Linked DNA regions of Mus musculus: regions 1, 2 and 4 are each linked to region 3. The links are chromatin contacts, called in public promoter capture Hi-C maps. All regions are on one chromosome and are shown on one strand. The core of a region is the stretch at or near the end of the contact, and the rest is flanking DNA. Distances in the headings are between cores, read along the strand shown. Region 1 holds the start of Slc47a2 (solute carrier family 47, member 2). Region 2 holds the start of Grap (GRB2-related adaptor protein). Region 3 holds the start of 1810063I02Rik (RIKEN cDNA 1810063I02 gene). Region 4 holds the start of Tnfrsf13b (tumor necrosis factor receptor superfamily, member 13b).

Region 1 (4,494 bases), core at 395-2,894, 1.4 Mb after region 3:
CAAGGCCAGCCTGGACTACTGAGCATGACCCTGTTTCAAAAACAAAATGTATAAAACTTAACATATCTAACCACTGGGCCACTACCTTCCCAACAATTAGTTACAAGGTAACATTCACTAAAAGCAACATATCTCCTTGACTCATTTATGAAGGGCTGACAGTGGCTCTCACTGTCCTGCCCTTATCTGCAGAAAGCCCTGTCTGTAGAACACACTGGTGCTCCCACGGACCACCGCCAAGCCTCCTGTCTCACTGTGGGTCGCATTTATTCCTGTTGTTTTTACATCGAAACTCTAGAGACATAACAGGAAAAGGAAAGGAAATTGCCAGACAACAACAACAGAGAAAGAGGAGAGAGAGAGAGAGAGAGAGAGAGAGAGAGAGAGAGAGAGAGAGAGAGAAAACTATAATTCTGACAGTACAGTTATAGATCCATACATAAACTGAGACACACACACACAGAGAGAGAGAGAGAGAGAAAACTAAAACTATAATTCTGACAGTACAGTTATAGATCCATACATAAACTGAGACACACACACACACAGAGAGAGAGAGAGAGAGAGAGAGAGAGAGAGAGAGAGAGAGAGAGAGAGAGCGAGCGCCAGGTCTCTCTCCTCCATTATACTGAAAGAGAAACTGCGGACCTCCACTATTGCACAGGGCATTCCAACATCCTAGCGGGCAGAAGGGACACTTTCGGAAATAGGGGAGGACCCAGTCGCCATCACCTCCCTTGGAGGAAGAGTTTCTCTCCTGTCTGAAAGTGAGGATCAAATGCAAGCGAGCTGCTTTCCACTACCTTGCTAGCAGATGGAGAGAGGCTTCTAAGGACGCGGGATTGCAAGCCATGAGGAAGAAAGACACTTTACATGCAATCTTAATGAACCGTGTAACTAATAGCTTTGGTGGTTTGGTTTCAGAAGTGGGGACACAAAGTTCATTTAGGGTAGCTGTGCACCATGTGGTCTGCTTGGGACACTCCTTTCATGTCCCCCCAGGACGCAGTGCCTGGGGGTTGGGAGGGGGTGAAGCGGGGATTTACTCTGAACTCGCTCTCTTCCCAAATCTGAAGATCATAGTAGCACGGTGGGTCAGACCCAGACCCTGCAGTTCTAATTCGGATTCTTGGCACTGAGGCCATTTCCAGCGCTATACAAATAAAAACACATTAAAGCTTTCCGGCTTTACCACATCATCAGCTGAAACAGTTAGCACCTACGGAAACAGCGAGTGTCACGGCGTCCAACTCGACTTTGCCCAGGTGTCCGCAGAAGATGGAACTGACGATGCTGATGAGAAAGATCATCAGCTGCGCCAGGAACTGCAAGGAGCAGAGAGGCGGTCACTCTCGGGCCGCCTGAGGTCGCCCCGCGCCCGCAGCTCGGGGTCCAACTCACCACCGGGCCCGCGAGCGCCACTAGCGCGGCCGCCTCCCGTCTCACGTCGGGGGACAGCGCTCCTCGAAGGCCCAGCAGGATCCTCAGACTGCGCCCCCGTGGGACGCGGACCAGCTCCGGGGGCTGGATGGTGGCTCCCAGGCTGTCCTCGGCCGGCTCCATGGCACAGGCTCAGATAGTGGCGCGATCCACACGTGGAGCCGTGAGTCGAGTAGCCACTGCGAAGTGCAGGGAGCCGGGCGGGAACCGCCCCACGCGCCACCCCGCCCCGGGCGCCGCGTCCAAATCCAACCGTCGCCGAGCGCAGCGCGCGGCACAAGCCTCGGCCTGGGTGCTTATAGACACAACAAGAATTAAGCTGAGGGATGGTTTAGGTGGTCCCATCCAAACGCCACTGTGTAGCTGCTGGTGTAGCTCAATGAGGAATGCCTGCCTGTAGCAGACTCCAACCCCAGCCCCAACCACCAAAAGAAAAAATAAATTGAGCCGTTTTACACTCATAGTGACTGACGTTTCTAATTGTGTTCATTTTCTGTACTTTGGAAGTTTGCTGAATTATCCGTGTGTACTTAATCAACCCTTCAGAGGCTGGAAGAATTGGGCTTCGACTTTGTTCAAGCTTTGTCCAATGGCCACCACCAGGGGGATTGTCACTCTGGGTCTTCATCGCTTTACAGCTCCAGAGACCTCCCGTTGCCTGCACCCCTCTCCCAGGGGAATCTGAGCTTCCTCTGATGATTTATAAACGCTGTTTGCTCACGGAATAATAATCTACAGCCCAGAGACATATCATAAAATGTATTTAATAGAAGTCACACAGCAAGAATATAGAAGCAGTTCAGATATAGTTTTGTAGCATAGAAAACAATAGGCAGAAGAAATAGGAATTCCAGCCCGGAATGAAGACAGTAGACAGCAGTGCATGTTTGACAGTGGCAGATGAATTAATACTCCCCCATAGTCTCCCCCACATTGCACTATATGGTGTTTACCTTATTTATTAGAGAAACAAAATTTTTGAATTCTCAGTTCATAATTCCCATGGGCACAGTTGAATTCTGTTAACTATAATGACTGGCTCTGAATTGTCTCTATGTTCAAAACTGCACGTGGGCCCAGACTTAAACAGTGATTCACTTTCCAGGGGCTCAACTTTAACATTGATGCAAAAGTGACACGCATTCAGAAGAGACTGTTTTTGAACGGGGAGCTTTTCCTGGGTTCACAATGTGTGACACTATCCTTTGGAAACATGGGGACAGTGGCAGTGAGCTAGAGTCTCCAGGTGACTCCCTGCAATCCCAGGGGTGCAAAATCAACATTCCGGTTGGTACAATGTTTCGAATACTGGTATTTGGTAGGTAAGTATATTGCAGGCATTGTCCACTCCAGAGCATCTCCTCTGCCTCTGTCTCATCTATGTCTCTTTGTCTTTCTGTTTATATCTCTTGGGGGGGTGTCTCCCTCTCTCTGTCTCTCTCAAACACACACCCAAAGAGAGACACATACAGAGAGAGAGAGAGAGAGAGAGAGAGAGAACTTATGTTAGAGGGCCCAGAACATGCTGAACATATTGCTGTCTGCAGTATCCCCAGCCCTGATGTTTCAATGTGGGGTGGATTTGTTCAGCATTAACTTCACAGACTGAGGAGCACCCAAGTTGCTGGATTGATGGCATTCCCACATTATTCAATTCTGATATAGACTCTCACTAAAATCCCACCCACCAAGACTAAGACTACCCCTAGGAGCAGGAGTCCTCTCCGTAAGGCCAACTGTTTCCCAGACAGTTTATTGCTGTCCTTTGGACGGATAGGCAAAGCTTGTTGCTGGTTCATCGGCTGGTCCAACTGAGTCTCGTCTTTTTTTTCAAGATCCGTCATCATAATTTCTCCATGGCTCTCAGGACACACTGTGGGGAAAAGGGGTCTTAGTGAGTAGCTTGAAAGGATTCTTACTTTCATATGTACAGATGGTGGTGGTTATTATTTGTGATTGTTGCTAGGAGAAAGTTAATTCAAGAAAAAAGTTGTTATAAGAAAGAGAGAAAGAAAAGAAAGAAGAAGAAGAAAGAAAGAAAGAAAGAGGAAGACAGACAGACAGACAGACAGAAAGAAGGAAAGAAAGAAAGAAAGAAAGAAAGAAAGAAAGAAAGAAAGAAAGGAAGGAAGGAAGAAAGGAAGAAAGGAAGAAAGACATACAGATAAGAAGATAGGAAGGAAGGAAGCAAGCAAGCAAGCATCTTAGGGCGATGCTGCAGGGGAAGGTCTGCTTTCCCTTTAAATGACCATTAATGTTCCTTCAAGTCGTTTTTATTTGTTTCAGATAAGGCACTGTAGAGAAAAACATAACAAATCCATCAAAATTGCCAAGTCACACCGACCCACTCCTCCACCTGACTTGCAATGAGCTCTGCCCTCTGAAATCTCTTTACACTGACATGGTCTGTCCAGAAGTTCCCGTCCACCATTAGGTTCATACAAGACAAGACTTGTACATGCTCAGAAGTGTCCTCTGCTTGACCTAAGTCTATCCCATAGGACCTTGCTAGGTCTCTCCCATACAAATAGGCAGAAGTGACTCCAATATTATCTTTTTACTTTCATTGCTCCAGGAGATACTCACAGGGGACAAAGAGAGGCACATTTGTGTTTCGTTTTGTAGTAAGAAATAGGGGTATTTTACAGTTTACAAGAGCACATTTGTATCTCATTCTATGGAAGGAACCCACGAGCACACGCTATAAACGGCTTACAAGTTTGCACTGCTAACAGTTTGTTTGTTCGGAGTAAACTTTCAATCTAAATACCATCCAAATGGGCTCGGGAGAAATGCACTTCTCAGTCACCTTGGCCAGCCCTGCCCTGCATCTCAGAGACAAGGCCAAGCACTTAGCCTATGTATATATGCTAGTAAGAGAAAGAGGAGGTAGGCAGCTCTCCCTCAGGCTTCCCAGATTTCCAGCGTGCTGGATAGAGCATAATTTAAAGATAAAATTCCTGATTCTGTTTATTGTGGCAGATGGAAAAATTAAATTCCATGCCCAGAGCTGCTGAGGGCACTGCTTACAGGACATCCTCTGCCTTCATCTCT
Region 2 (4,041 bases), core at 174-2,673, 1.7 Mb after region 3:
AAAAAAAAAAAAAAATCTGCCAGGCAGTGGTGGCGCACACCTTTAATCCCAGCACTTGGGAGGCAGAGGCAGGAGGATTTTTGAGTTCGAGGCCAGCCTGGTCTACAAAGTGAGTTCCAGGACAGCCAGAGCTACACAGAGAAAACCCTGTCTCGAAAAACTAACTAACTAACTAAATAAATAATAAAAAATAATTTAGAAATAAAACTAAAAATAAGTAAATAAATGAAATAAAATAAAATAAAAATCTGGCTTCATCTGGATCCATCTGGTACCCATCCCACAGCCTGGGTTCTTTAGCTGTCCCTGTGTGTTTGGAGAATACTGGCTCTCTGTGGTTCCATGTGGTTGCAAATGTATAGCTGTGTTTCTCCGTGTTGTGCTTTACCCCCTAGTACTCACCAGACTGCTGTCTGCATCAGTGTCACAGCCTTCCCTTAACAATCGCAGAGCTGTAATGCCTTCAGACCACAAGCTACAGAAAGCTCAGGTGGTACTCGATGTTTAAAGCACAACAGGGGCCTTATTAGTGAGGTTTTCATAGGTGAATAGGAGCTTCCTGGGCAAGTAGGAAAAGGTGGTGTGCCCACCACAATGGCTCTCCAGCCTGGAGTTTGCTTGTAGTGGAATACCCAAAAGGGTACATGAGGGAGCTGTGTGGAGCAGGTGAGAGGAGACGGTTGGAAGTGTCTTGAACGTAGGCTGGAATTTGGGTTTGAGGTGGTGGGTGCTTAGGAATCTCGCTACAGGTATCAGCAGTTGTCCTGCTTAGTTGTTTTGTTTGTTTGTTTTTTTGTTTGTTTGGTTTTTTGTTGTTGTTGTTGTTTTCAACTTGACACAAGCCAGAGGCAGCTTGAGTTGAGAATTGGCTTGTGGACAAGTCTGTGGGGACGTTTTCCTGACTAATGACTGGTGTGGATGAGTCTGGTTCTCTGTGGGAAGTTCCACCCCTGGGCAGATGCTCTGGGTGTATAAGAAAGTTGGCTGAGCAAGCCATGGGAAGCAAGCCAGTAAGCAGTGTCCCTCCGTGGTCTCTGCTTCAGTTCCTGCCTCCAGGTTCTTGCCTTGGCTTTCCTGATAGACTATAATCTAAGCCAAATAAACCTTTTCCTCCCAAGTCACTTTTGGTTTTGGTGTTTTTCACAGCAATAGAAACTCCATTTAAAACAGATAAGAAATGTGAAGGCTGAGAGACAGAGGCCAAGCACGAGACAGCTCTGCATCGTCCTAATGGGGACTCCCCCACAGCCAAAGTGGGTTTATGAGCACACCCTCTCTGAGCTATGACAAGGGTGACATGTCTTTGCTTCCTGTTTCTCCCCCATCAAGGGCAGTTTCCGGCTGCAGCTTCAAAAGAACAAATACTCAAAACAAAGGAAGTGGTCCTCTCCTGCAGGAAGCAGGAAGCTGTAGCTGCTGGGTCCTCGGCTGAAGCCCAGGGACAGTGGGATGGAGTCCGTGGCCCTGTACAGCTTCCAGGCTACCGAGAGTGACGAGCTGGCCTTCAACAAGGGGGACACGCTTAAGGTACAGAAGGCTGGAGCTGGGCTGAGTGGGCCAACAGGGTTGGTAGGGTTAGAACCAGCACCTCAGAGAGTCCTGGGAGTCTGGGCTGTGAGGGACAGGCTCAGGTTAGCTGCCTCTACCCTCTTCAGTTTCCTCATTTAGGAAAGTGGAATAGTATTTATTACTGATCCTTCCTTTGGGGTCATTTGAGAGTCTGAGGCCACAGAGTCTGGTGGGAGTTGCCTAAATCCCACTGTTTTCTAGGGTTTTGTTTGTTTGTTTTTAAAGAAAAGTTTAATAGACAAATTTTGAGATCAGTAACACAGAGAGAAACAGAGAGACACAGAGGTAGAAATCGTGTGTGTGTGTAAGAGTGTGTGTATGTGTGTGTGTGTGTGTGTGAGAGAGAGAGAGAGAGAGAGAGAGAGACAGAGAGAGACAGAGAGACAGAGAGAGAGTCTAAAATAAGCAGACATTCTAACTTAATTGGGCTAAAATAGCTGAGATTAAGCTGTATTGATGGGAAAGGAGAAATAGAACGCTATACTTCATTTGTTCTCACCTGAGCCACTTTCACTCACAGTGGTTGTCTTCCAAGTCATTAGACACACGAGTGTGTGAAATCTCTACCGGGGATGCCCTTACTTAGAAGTTTGCATATGACAGGAGAGCTGAGGGGGCACAGGAGAGTGGCCATGCTGAACCATGGACACTGGAATGCTAGTGGCCCATCCTGTGCCCTCCACTGCCCCTATTGTGACCCCCTGGAGCAACAGACACAGGGCTAGATGGCTACCACCCTGAGCCCTGGCTCGAAGATTCAAGCACGGAGACAGACTCTTTAGAGCTATCCTGTACATGGGTCCCAGGCTCAGTGTGGATCTCCTGGCTGTGGAAGACCATGGCTTGGCTGCAGTGAGCGAGGCTCAGCAAGGTGTCTGTACGTGTGTAGTGTAGTGTAGTGTAGTGTAGTGTAGTGTAGTGTAGTGTAGTGTAGTGTAGTGTAGTGTAGTGTAGTGTGAGCCAATCTCCATTGCTTTAATTCTTGAGCCTTTCTTTGTTCGGTCCCCTGGGTGTCTAAAGCTCTAAGCTGGGGTCCTAAAGCAACCACATACCTTTGTGCACCCCCTTCTTCAAGCTAAGGTGCTGGTGTATCTACCTAAGTTGTTGGCTCTGGGTCCTATGCACACTCAACCAGTTTGGCCTCAGAAAGACCTGGGGTGGGAGACTGTCCAGATCCAAGTTCAGTTCAGAGGCCTCAGCTACTCTGGAAACCAGCATGGGCCATATCTTTCACACACACTTGAGGCTGGAGGGTAGCTGGCCTATTAAAAAGTAGGAATGCTGTGTAGAAGATTCTGGCCTGGGCTCAGAGGGACCAGTACAGTCCCTGGGGCACCTACTGTGCAGAGTGATAGCCTCCTCCTTCACAGCCTTCCAACAAGCCGGGCATCACTTTGCTAAGAGTCTACTGAGAAAGAGGAGGGGGTATGCATCATAAGTCATGAGAATTTGGGGGACCTGAAGGCACAAGGCGGGAGCAGTGTGCACAGTCGGCTTTCAGTGAGGGAGCGGAAGGAAAGCACAAGAGGCTATGGGTAGTTGGCAGGCCTTGGGGTGCAGCTTCCCCCTTCACTCATTTGACAAGCACCAGGCTTAGCCAAGCTTCATGCAAGGGCATGGGGAGTGAGGCTGGAGGCTAAGGGTTGGGAGGGCTGCCTGTAGGTGAAGAAATTGGAGCAAGAGAGTGAAGAATTGTCCTCAAAAGAGGTGTGGAAATCTGGAGACTGAAAGAGCTGCCTGTGCAAAGAGCCTTGGGAAAGACAGAGCACCCAACCCAGAGCCTGGGGGAGAGGGAGCACTCAGCCCAGAGCCTGGGGGAGAGGGAGCACCCAGCCCAGAGCCTGGGGGAGAGGGAGCACCCAGCCCAGAGCCTGGGGGAGAGGGGGTACCCAGCCCAGAGCCTGGGTGACAGGGGGTATCCAGCCCAGAGCTTGGGAAAGAGGGAGCAATCAGCCCAGAGCCTGGGAGAGAGGGAGCACCCAGTCCAGAGCCTGGGAAAGAGGGAGCACTGAGTCCAGAAACAGCTCTCCGGAAGGCTCCTCAAAGCAGGGCCTTGATCTGTTTGAAGAGTTTGACTGAAGTGTAAGAGGGAAGAGAGGACTCTGGGCCTGTTGGGCAAGCAGAAGAGACACAGAAGTAGCTCAGACTAAGAAAAACTTCCTAACCTAAATGACAATAATATATAAAGAACTCTTTTGTCTTGTTTGGTTTGGTCTGGTCTGATTTTTCTACATAGGTTTCCTCCATGTAGCCCTGGCTGTCCTGGAACTCACTCTGCAGCCCTGGCTGGCCTCTGCCTCTCCCTCCCCCTCCCCGCTCCTGCTGTAACCGACTGTGTTCACCACTATGTCCAGCACCACTTTGCTTTAAAAACAACTTGCTTTTGAAAACAACAGTGAAACCTCCAAGGTTGCAGAGAGCATGGAGAGGTCTGTGTCTTCCCGTTGGGGTGGCAGACAATGAAGTGACATA
Region 3 (4,362 bases), core at 419-2,918:
GGAGGCAAAAACATGTTTTGGAAAAAGAGCTAGTCTAGCCAATAAACAGTGCTGGCAGAGCTGGCTCCACCTGCGGGAGGATTAAATTAGATTTATATCCTTCACTTTGTACAAAACCCAGTTCAAAATGGATAAAAACCCTTAAGGTAAAATCTAAAAGTCCTGAAACTTTAGAAGAAAACACAGGCTATGAATACCCCTCAGGAGACTGGGGAAGGCAAGACTGTTTTAAACAGAATACCAGCAGCACAGGAACTAACTCCACCATCAACTGATAGGAACAGGAGAATGACAGTTCTCTGCACAGGACACAGTCAGCAGTTAACAGACAGCCCAGAGAAGGGGAGAAAATCGGTACCCAGTACACTTCAGAGAGGGGATAATGTCCAGAACTTAGAAAGAACTGTGGAGATTAAACGCCAAGGGAATAAAACTGCCAACCAGCAAATGGACAAATGAACTGAATAGACAGATTTTTAAAAAGACACACAGACAGATGGCCAATTTACTATTTTTAAAATTATCCAATACCCCCACCATTAGGGAATGCCAATCAAAACTACTTTGAGGTACCACCTAACCCCAGTCCAAATGGCGTTTGTCAATAAATCTGACCACAAACGTTGGAGAGGATGTGGAGAAACAGGAACTCTTAATTCACCATTGAAGAGAATTCACTGTTGTTGAGGATGCAAACTGATACAGCCCCGTGGAAACCGCTGCAGAGAGGTCTCAAAAAATAAAAATAAAACCAGAACTAGCACGTGACCCAACTAGTCCACTCCTGGGTATACACCCACCAAACCACACCCACCCTATAGATATGTGCACCACTGTGTTAATTACTGTTTAATTCACTATGGCAAAAAATTGGAATCAACAGAGGAGCCAATAATGAAACATATATGTGTGTGTGTGTGTGTGTGTGTGTGTGTATATACATATGTAATGGAATATAATATATCATGTATTATATATAATGGATTATTGCTCAGCTCTAAAGAAAAGTGAAATAAAAATTTGCAAGAAAACAGATGGCCTTAAAATGTATAATATCCAGTGAGGTCACACAGCCTCAGAAAGAAAAAGCCCCATGTCCTCTTCATATGGTGAATCTAGCAAATATTATACACACACATGCAAACAAGCGTGCCTGCCGGTACAGTATGATATGGAGAAGAGAGAACGAGAAAGGCTGAACACCACGGGAAAGGAGGGCTGAATGCAAGGAAAGAATGCGACCTAAGAGAGAGAATATAAATCTGTTTTTCTAGTTCTAACTCCGTCATAAGATTTATTCTTTTGGTTTTGGTAGTGGATAAACAAACACCTAAAGTATATTTGATAGTGAAAGATAAAGTTCACTGAGAAGTCCCACAGCGTCCCTAGGTAGGATTATAATTGCTGAGATGAAACACCGGGACCAAGCTGGGGAGGACAGGGTTTGTCTGGCTTACACATCTTGAATTACAGCCCACTGAGAGAAACCAAGGCAGGAACTCCAGCAGCGCAGGAAGCTGGAGGCAGAGGCTGAGGCAGAGACCATGGAGAGGTGCTGCTCACTGGCTTTCCCCTACCCAGGATCACCTGACGGGGTGGCCCCACCCACAACGGGCTGGACCCTCCCACTTTAATCACCAATTAAGAAGCTGCCCCACAGATCTTACGGAGGCATTTTCTCAGCTGAGGTTCCCTCCTTTCCGGCGATCCTAGCTTGTGTCCAGTTGACATAAACCAGCCGGCACAGCTTCCATCCTGAGTACCTATTCAGCCAGCTGTGAGTTGTCTAAACTCAGGGTCTGGTTAATTTGGGTATGTGGCTGATTTATTTTAAGTTATTTTAACAATAAAGTTTAAAAACCTTTAAAAGTTGTTGTTGTTTTTTTTCTTTCAGACCATGGTTACCACAGTGCCTGACAGGGAGGAGGTCAGAGCCAGAGATGTGGGATGCTGACTCCGAGACCGAGATTTGAACTGACAGAAGCTGATGGGACAGGAGAGCTGGTTGGTCCCCTTGAAACATTTCTAGGATTAAAAAAATAAAAGGCTCGTAACCATGAACCTCAGCTCTGACGAAAGCTTGGAATCTCTGGGGATTGGAAACAAAGGCCATGTTCCCAGTTCTCCCCAGGCCTCTCTCTGGGGCGCTGGGGAGTCTTAAGCTCAGCACGTGGAGCCCACCTGACCTCTGTCACAGGTCTACACCAAGGCCAGGGAGCAAAGCACACCGGCCCTGAGCTTGGCGTGAGGAGCGGGGACCCGGTCCTCAGTAAAACACCTGACAGTAACAGGAGCCCAAGCCCTTTCTCCGTCCAAGCCATGATTGGGGACGGTGTTCTGGACCCTGTCTGTGTCTCTTGGGCCTCAACTCTCTGACTCTAGATCTTCCGTGAGCCACTCCACATGCCCTTTTAAAAATGTCAAACTCAGGGCCAGTGTGATGCTGCTGTGGGTAAAGACACCTGCTACCACGCATGGTTATTTGCTTGATCCCTGTCACTTTCATGGTAGAAGGAGAGAACCAATTCTCATGGGCTGTCCTCTGATCTACACACACACACACAACACACACACACACACAAACACATACTAAATAAATGAATAAAAAATTTTAAACTCAGATTTAAATTTAATTATCTTATATACATTCATAGCACTGCCTGTTAGCAAATATACCCATGGAATCAGAACTCAGACTTGAAGCCAGAAGGCAGCACCCAATGGCTCTGGGGCTCTCTGCCCTGCAGGTGCAATCTCTAACTGGATTTTACCTGTTTTTGAGCTTTATCTGTAAGTGGTGTCTTAGTCAGGGTTTCTATTCCTGCACAAACATCATGACCAAGAAGCAAGTTGAGAAGAAAGGGTTTATTCAGCTTATACTTACACATTGCTGTTCAGCACCAAAGGAAGTCAGGACTGGAACTCAAGCAGGTCAGGAAGCAGGAGCTGATGCAGAGGCCATGGAGGGATGTTACTTACTGGCTTGCTCAGCTTGCTTTTTTATAGAACCCAGGACCACCAGCCCAGGGATGGCACCACCCACAATGGGCTGGGCCCTCACACTACCTCATCACTAATTGAGGAAATGCCTTATAGCTGGGCCTTACAGAGGCATTTCCTCAAGGGAGGCTCCTTTCTTTGTGATAACTCCAGCTTGTGACAAGTTGATACACAAAACCAGCCAGTGCAAGTGGGTTACCAGTTAACATGTCCATGAGGAAGCTAGCTAGGGCTGGGGGAAGCAAGCTAAGAGCAGCTCTCCAACCTGCATGAACAGGGCTGAAGTCAGGGTCCACAGGTTAGCCGGGTGCAGCCATGTAAGGGCCTACCCTGTTGGTAGATGAAGGAGGCTTCCTTTCTGGGAACGGGTCTGCTCCCAGGCCAAACAGGGTGGTATTCTGGAAGTCCCTGAACTGGCCGGGGGAGGAAAGGATCTGTGATGGTAAATTCTGGTCAAATGGACTGAACAGGAAAAATCTTAGAAAATTCACAGAGCTCTACTGTGTCGGATCTGAAATGTCCCTAAAAGCCCATGTGCTGAAAGTTCAGTTCCAAGCCTGAGGCACTACGGGAAGATGGTGGAACCTTTAAGAGTGTGGCCTAGTGGGTGGAAATGAGGTCACTGGGAATATGCCTTTGCTCCTCCCCTTTCTGTTCCCCGATAGTGCTTAGGGAGGAGTGGCACCTTTGCTACACTCTCCTCCCTTGGTGTGAGCCAGTCTAATATCTCCATCTTTAATTAATTAATTTATTTATTTTTCCATTTTTTATTAGGTATTTAGCTCATTTACATTTCCAATGCTATACCAAAAGTCCCCCATACCCACCCACCCCCACTCCCCTACCCACCCACTCCCCCTTTTTGGCCCTGGCGTTCCCCTGTACTGGGGCATATAAAGTTTGCGTGTCCAATGGGTCTCTCTTTCCAGTGATGGCCGACTAGGCCATCTTTTGATACATATGCAGCTAGAGTCAAGAGCTCCGGGGTACTGGTTAGTTCATAATGTTGTTCCACCTATAGGGTTGCAGATCCCTTTAGCTCCTTGGGTACTTTCTCTAGCTCCTCCATTAGGAGCCCTGTGATCCATCCATTAGCTGACTGTGAGCATCCACTTCTGTGTTTGCTAGGCCCCGGCATAGTCTCACAAGAGACAGCTACATCTGGGTCCTTTCGATAAAATCTTGCTAGTGTATGCTAATTTATTTATTTAGTGTATATTTATATGTGTATGTATGTATGCATACATGTATGTTTGTATGCATGTATATTCATGTTTGCTCATGCCGTGGCTCCTGCATGGAGGTCAGAGGTCAGAGTATGATCTCAGGCTGCAGTTCTCACCTTCCACCTTGTTTGAGACA
Region 4 (4,610 bases), core at 1,138-3,637, 1.2 Mb after region 3:
TTCCTCCTTCCCTCCCGCCCTTCCTTTCTTCCTTTCTTCATTCTTCCTCCCACTATCCCTTTCTTTCTTTCTTTCTTTCTTTCTTTCTTTCTTTCTTTCTTTCTTTCTTTCTTTCTTTCTTTCTTTCTTCTTCTTCTTCCTTCCTTCCTTCCTTCCTTCCTTCTTTCCTTCCTTCCTTCCTTCCTTCTTTCCTTCTTTCTTCCCTCCCTCCCTTCCTTTCTCCCACTCTCCCTTCCTTCCTCCCTCCCCTTTCTCCCTTCTTCACTGTCTCCCTCTTTTCCTCTCTTCCTCCTCCCTTCTCTGCTGGATATTGAACCCAAGGCTTCCCTTACCCTCAGCTCCTATGTAGCCCAGGTTGGTTCCTATGTAGTCCAGGCTGGCCTAGAGCTACATAGGAGCTGGTTCCTTTACGTTAGCCTCTTGAGCACCGGAATTAAGGGTGTATGCCATTTGTTTTCCAGTGCCGAGGATGAAGCCAGGGCCTCGTCCATGCTTGACCACTGAGCTGCACTGCGGTTATGGAGGGGTTCTGAGCTACACAGCATAGTACTATAAATCATAGACACTCTGCCATACAACAGAAACACAGAACTACCTGGCTGAAGCTGGGACCTTCTGACCAACTTGTCCCCGACCTTCCACAGCCTCCATTGACTGATCTTCTTCCCAGTTGTAAGATCTCTGTCCCACAGAGACATGTGGCTTTTGTCTTTCTATGACTGGCTCCTTTTCCAATTTAAGCCATTGATTTCATTTTTTAAATTTTTTAAAAAGATTTATTTGTTTTATTTATATGAGTACACTGTTGCTGTCTTCAGACACACCAAAAGAGGGCATCGGATACTATTGCAGATGGTTGTGAGCCACCGTGTGGTCGCTGGGAATTGAACTCAGAACCTCTGGAAGAGCAATCAATGGTCTTAACCGCTGAGTCATTTCTCCAGCCCCAATTTTTAAAATTTTATGTGTATGGTGTCTTGCCTGAATACGTGTCTGTGCATCACACTTATGTCTGGGGGTCCCTGGAGACTGGAAGAGGGTATTGGATCCCCTGGAACCCAAGTTACAGATGTTTGTGAGCTATCCTGTGGGTGCTGGGAGCTGTACCCAGGTTCTCTGTAGGGCAGCGTCAGTGCACGTACCTGCTGGGCCTTCGCTCTAGGCCATGACTTCTTTTTCTTTTGTTTGTTTGTTTGTTTGTTTGTTTGTTTGAGGCAATGTTTTTTTCTGTAGCCCAGGCTGTCCTGGAACTAGCTCTGTAGACCAGGCTAGCAGAGAACTCAGGAGGCTGCCGGCCTCTGTCTCTCAAATGCTGGGATTAACGGCGTGTGCCACCACATCCAGCCAGACTTCCATTTTTATACATAAAGTTCTCCAGTTCCATCCGTGTTCATACAAATGGCAGGATTTCCTTCTCTTTTGAGAATGAAGAGAATCCCATTGTCCACACACATCCACTGAAGACATGCAGATTGCCTCTGTATCTGGGCTACTGTGAACAGTACTACAGTGAACTTGGGAGTGCAGTTGTTAGACTTTCTTATCCCTGCAGGATTCTGAAGACCAGGGAGTCTAAGCAATGAAGTTGATGCTGTAGCATTGATTCTTCATGTCATATATTGGACATGGAGTTCTCAGTCACTGTGTGCTGAGAACTTGCTATAAGAAGGGGCCTGTGGTGGCCAGGCGTTGAGGAGCACACCTGAAATCCCAGCCCTCTGGAGTCTGAGACAGGAGGCTCTTGAGACAGACAACATAGTGACACCTGTGTCAAAGGAACTAAAAGCCAGACAAAGAACAAGTGACTGTGTGAACTCATGTCATTCTCACAATGACTCAAGGGCCCACTTTTCAAATGAGGGCATGGAGGTACGAGACAATTTATATACAAGTCCTTACCAAGGTATCAGACCCTGAAGCAAAACCCAGATCTACAGGGACTGCACGTAACACCTAACGTCCTGGGAGCAATCACAGATGGCTTCGTGGGAGAGGTGACATCTCAACTGATCATTGAAAAAGAGACAGCAAGAACTGACCAGGCAGCAGCACAGGATGTAATGGTCCAAGAGGAGGGAAGGCTATGTGGGGAGGACAAGAGCTGTTTGGACATCCTAGCCTGGAGAGTGGGCAGTGGGCAGTGGACAGGAACCAGGCGCAGGAGCCGGGCCAGAGAAGATCTAGAAGTGTCAAAGCCCTGTCATTAATACAACCAGGCTAAGCCCTCACTGCTAAGCCAAAAGCGACAGGTCGCTTACCTGTCCTCCCTGGACTAAAGCGCAGGCGCAGGTCAGCAGGGTGGCTTATTTACATCCCCAGGTCGAAGGGGAAAACCCAGGAAGTGTGGCCTAGGCCTAACAAAATCTCAGGCTAATAATAAACGCCCTGAGTAATGAGTGGTGTAGGCCAGGGCAGGCAGGAGGCTGGAGCTGTTGGCGCAGGAGCGTGGTGAGTAGCCAGCCGTGGTGGGTGAGGGCCAAGAGGGTGCTCCGGGGGCTGGAGATCTAGCAGTGCCACCACGGCACAAGCTAAGGCTACTCAGCTTTGGGACAGCTTCAGTCCTGCACACGGAAGAGGCCTCCGGGGGTCAGGTCTTGCCTGCCAGTGGGGTCAGCCAAACAGGCAGGAACCTTCTTTTTTCTATCCACGTGCTCCAGATTTGTTTCCTTGTGCCCCTGGATTAGTTTGAAGTGAATCTGGTAAATTTTGGATGCCTCGAGATGCAGCATTTAGATCTCTGCCCGCACTTAACTGCTGTGAATTTCTAAGAACTCTTAATATCGTGACGCGCCTACGAGCACAGGTGTTGAGCGCGAAGTGCTGATGATGTGTGTCCTCGGTGGGCAGATTCAAATCAGACCTTCATGGCCCTCAGGAGAAAAGTGGGTTCTGTATTTCAGACTCTACCTATCCCCATCTGCCTTCTTATTTTTCTTGCTGATTTTTGCTGATGAATCAGAGCTGTTTATCCTATAGTGTTAAAGAGTTTCCTTAAAGAGTTTCCTCCAAGCTGGGCGGTGGTGGCGAACGCCTTTAATCCCAGCATTCGGGAGGCAGAGACAGGCGGATTTCTGTATTTCTGAGTTCGAGGCCAGCCTGGTCTACAAAGTAAGTTCCAGGATAGCCAGGGCTACACAGAGAAACCCTGTCTCGAAAAACCAAAAAAAAAAAAAAAAAGTTTCCTCCAAGGCAAAGTCATCAGGACCCACCACTCACAGCAGCTCTCGACCCATCCCCCTACCCAAGCTAGACTCAGGCAGGCCTTTGCTAGGATTTCCATCTCTGTCCAGCAACCATGTCCACCAAGGATGCGAATGAGTTTCACAGAGAATCGCAAGAGGTGATGGTCAGGAGCCATCTTGACCCAAAAGGAAATGTCAGAGGACCTGGGACCAGCAGTTAGGAATCAGGGAAGAATGTTCTGGAACCCACATTAGCTTTCCAGTGCTTCAGTGAGAGCCCAGACAGGTGGAGAGTTCAAGTCACTGCTGTTCTTAGTTTGCACACTGGCCCTTGGCCTCGGATAAGTCTCTTCTCTTCACCTACAAAATGGGCCTCAAACCGCAAATCTGCAGTCAACCCTTCAGACCCTCTTGAAAAGTGACATTCAAAGGTTCTGGGAAGTTAGAAAAAAATCCTCTACCTTATTTCAGTATTTTAAATAATTTAACATTTAAAATAATTATTTTAATATTTATTACATTTGTATTATCATGAAATAGGTATATATTCTTTCCATTCATAGTTTCTCTATAATAATAAAAACTAAAGCAGTTACACTTGAAATTAAAACTAGAAAACCACTGGCTAGGTTAGTGGCACACACCTTTAACCCTAGCACTTGGGAGGCAGAGGTAAGCAGATCTCTGTGAGTTTGAGGCCAGCCTGGTCTACAGAGAGCTTCAGAACAGTCAGGGCTACATAGTGAGATCCTGCCTCAAAAAAACATAGTAATAGTAGTAGTAGTAATAGAAAGCCATTAAAATGAAAGTAACCACTTTAATGTATTTCACATAACAATTTTGTTTTACTCAAATAGAAAACTGGTGTGTGTGTGTATGTATGTATATATATATATATATATATATATATATATATATATATATATGTATATATATATACATATACATATATATGCACAAGTAAACTATTCGGATTAATATTGGATTAATAGCAAAATGCTGTAATTTGAGCCTTGTGTTCTTTTTTTTTTTTTTTTTTTTTTTTGGTTTTTCGAGACAGGGTTTCCTTGTATAGCCCTGGCTATCCTGGAACTCACTTTGTTGACCAGGCTGGCCTCGAACTCAGAAATCTGCCTGTCTCTGCCTCCTGAGTGCTGGGATTAAAGGCGTGCTCCACCACGCCCAGCTGGGCCTTGCGTTCTTAAAACTGTCTTGTTTTGTTCTATTGCAGCGTAGGATTGCTCGCTCACAACAGGCACCTGACTGGTATTGAAAGCCGAGTCTTCCCTTCCTCTTTAAAGGTATTCACAATAATAGTCAAACATGTCCTGTGTCCAAGTTTTTGGCTTTGTTTTTTGTTTGTTTTGTTTTTTTAAGAAGATAGGGTTTCTCTGTATAGCCCTGGCTGTTCTGGAACTCTCTGTAGAT

The links. Promoter capture Hi-C pulls out the DNA fragments that hold promoters and counts their contacts.
Region 1: a promoter capture Hi-C map of liver shows a contact between it and region 3, with 2.6 times the contacts expected there. The contact joins the promoter of Slc47a2 here to the promoter of 1810063I02Rik in region 3. A contact is called at or near these places in 4 of 39 promoter capture datasets (the 3T3-L1 cell line, liver and pre-B cells).
Region 2: a promoter capture Hi-C map of liver shows a contact between it and region 3, with 5 times the contacts expected there. The contact joins the promoter of Grap here to the promoter of 1810063I02Rik in region 3. A contact is called at or near these places in 2 of 39 promoter capture datasets (both in liver).
Region 4: a promoter capture Hi-C map of liver shows a contact between it and region 3, with 3 times the contacts expected there. The contact joins the promoter of Tnfrsf13b here to the promoter of 1810063I02Rik in region 3. A contact is called at or near these places in 2 of 39 promoter capture datasets (both in liver).

Annotation. Positions count from the first base shown.
Region 1 is chr11:61,341,216-61,345,709 of GRCm38.p6, forward strand. Slc47a2 (solute carrier family 47, member 2) reads right to left here and starts at 1,645. Exons shown (of 17, transcript NM_001033542.2): 1 at 1,402-1,645; 2 at 1,224-1,325. The coding sequence starts at 1,563. It overlaps Slc47a1 (solute carrier family 47, member 1), which reads right to left. Exons shown (of 17, transcript NM_026183.5): 17 at 2,185-3,313. The coding sequence ends at 3,087.
Region 2 is chr11:61,651,898-61,655,938 of GRCm38.p6, forward strand. It overlaps Grap (GRB2-related adaptor protein), which reads left to right and starts at 1,424. Exons shown (of 5, transcript NM_027817.3): 1 at 1,424-1,527. The coding sequence starts at 1,450.
Region 3 is chr11:59,919,831-59,924,192 of GRCm38.p6, forward strand. It overlaps 1810063I02Rik (RIKEN cDNA 1810063I02 gene), which reads left to right and starts at 1,669. Exons shown (of 2, transcript NR_130986.1): 1 at 1,669-1,777; 2 at 1,895-2,059.
Region 4 is chr11:61,124,368-61,128,977 of GRCm38.p6, forward strand. Tnfrsf13b (tumor necrosis factor receptor superfamily, member 13b) reads left to right here and starts at 2,388. Exons shown (of 5, transcript NM_021349.3): 1 at 2,388-2,448.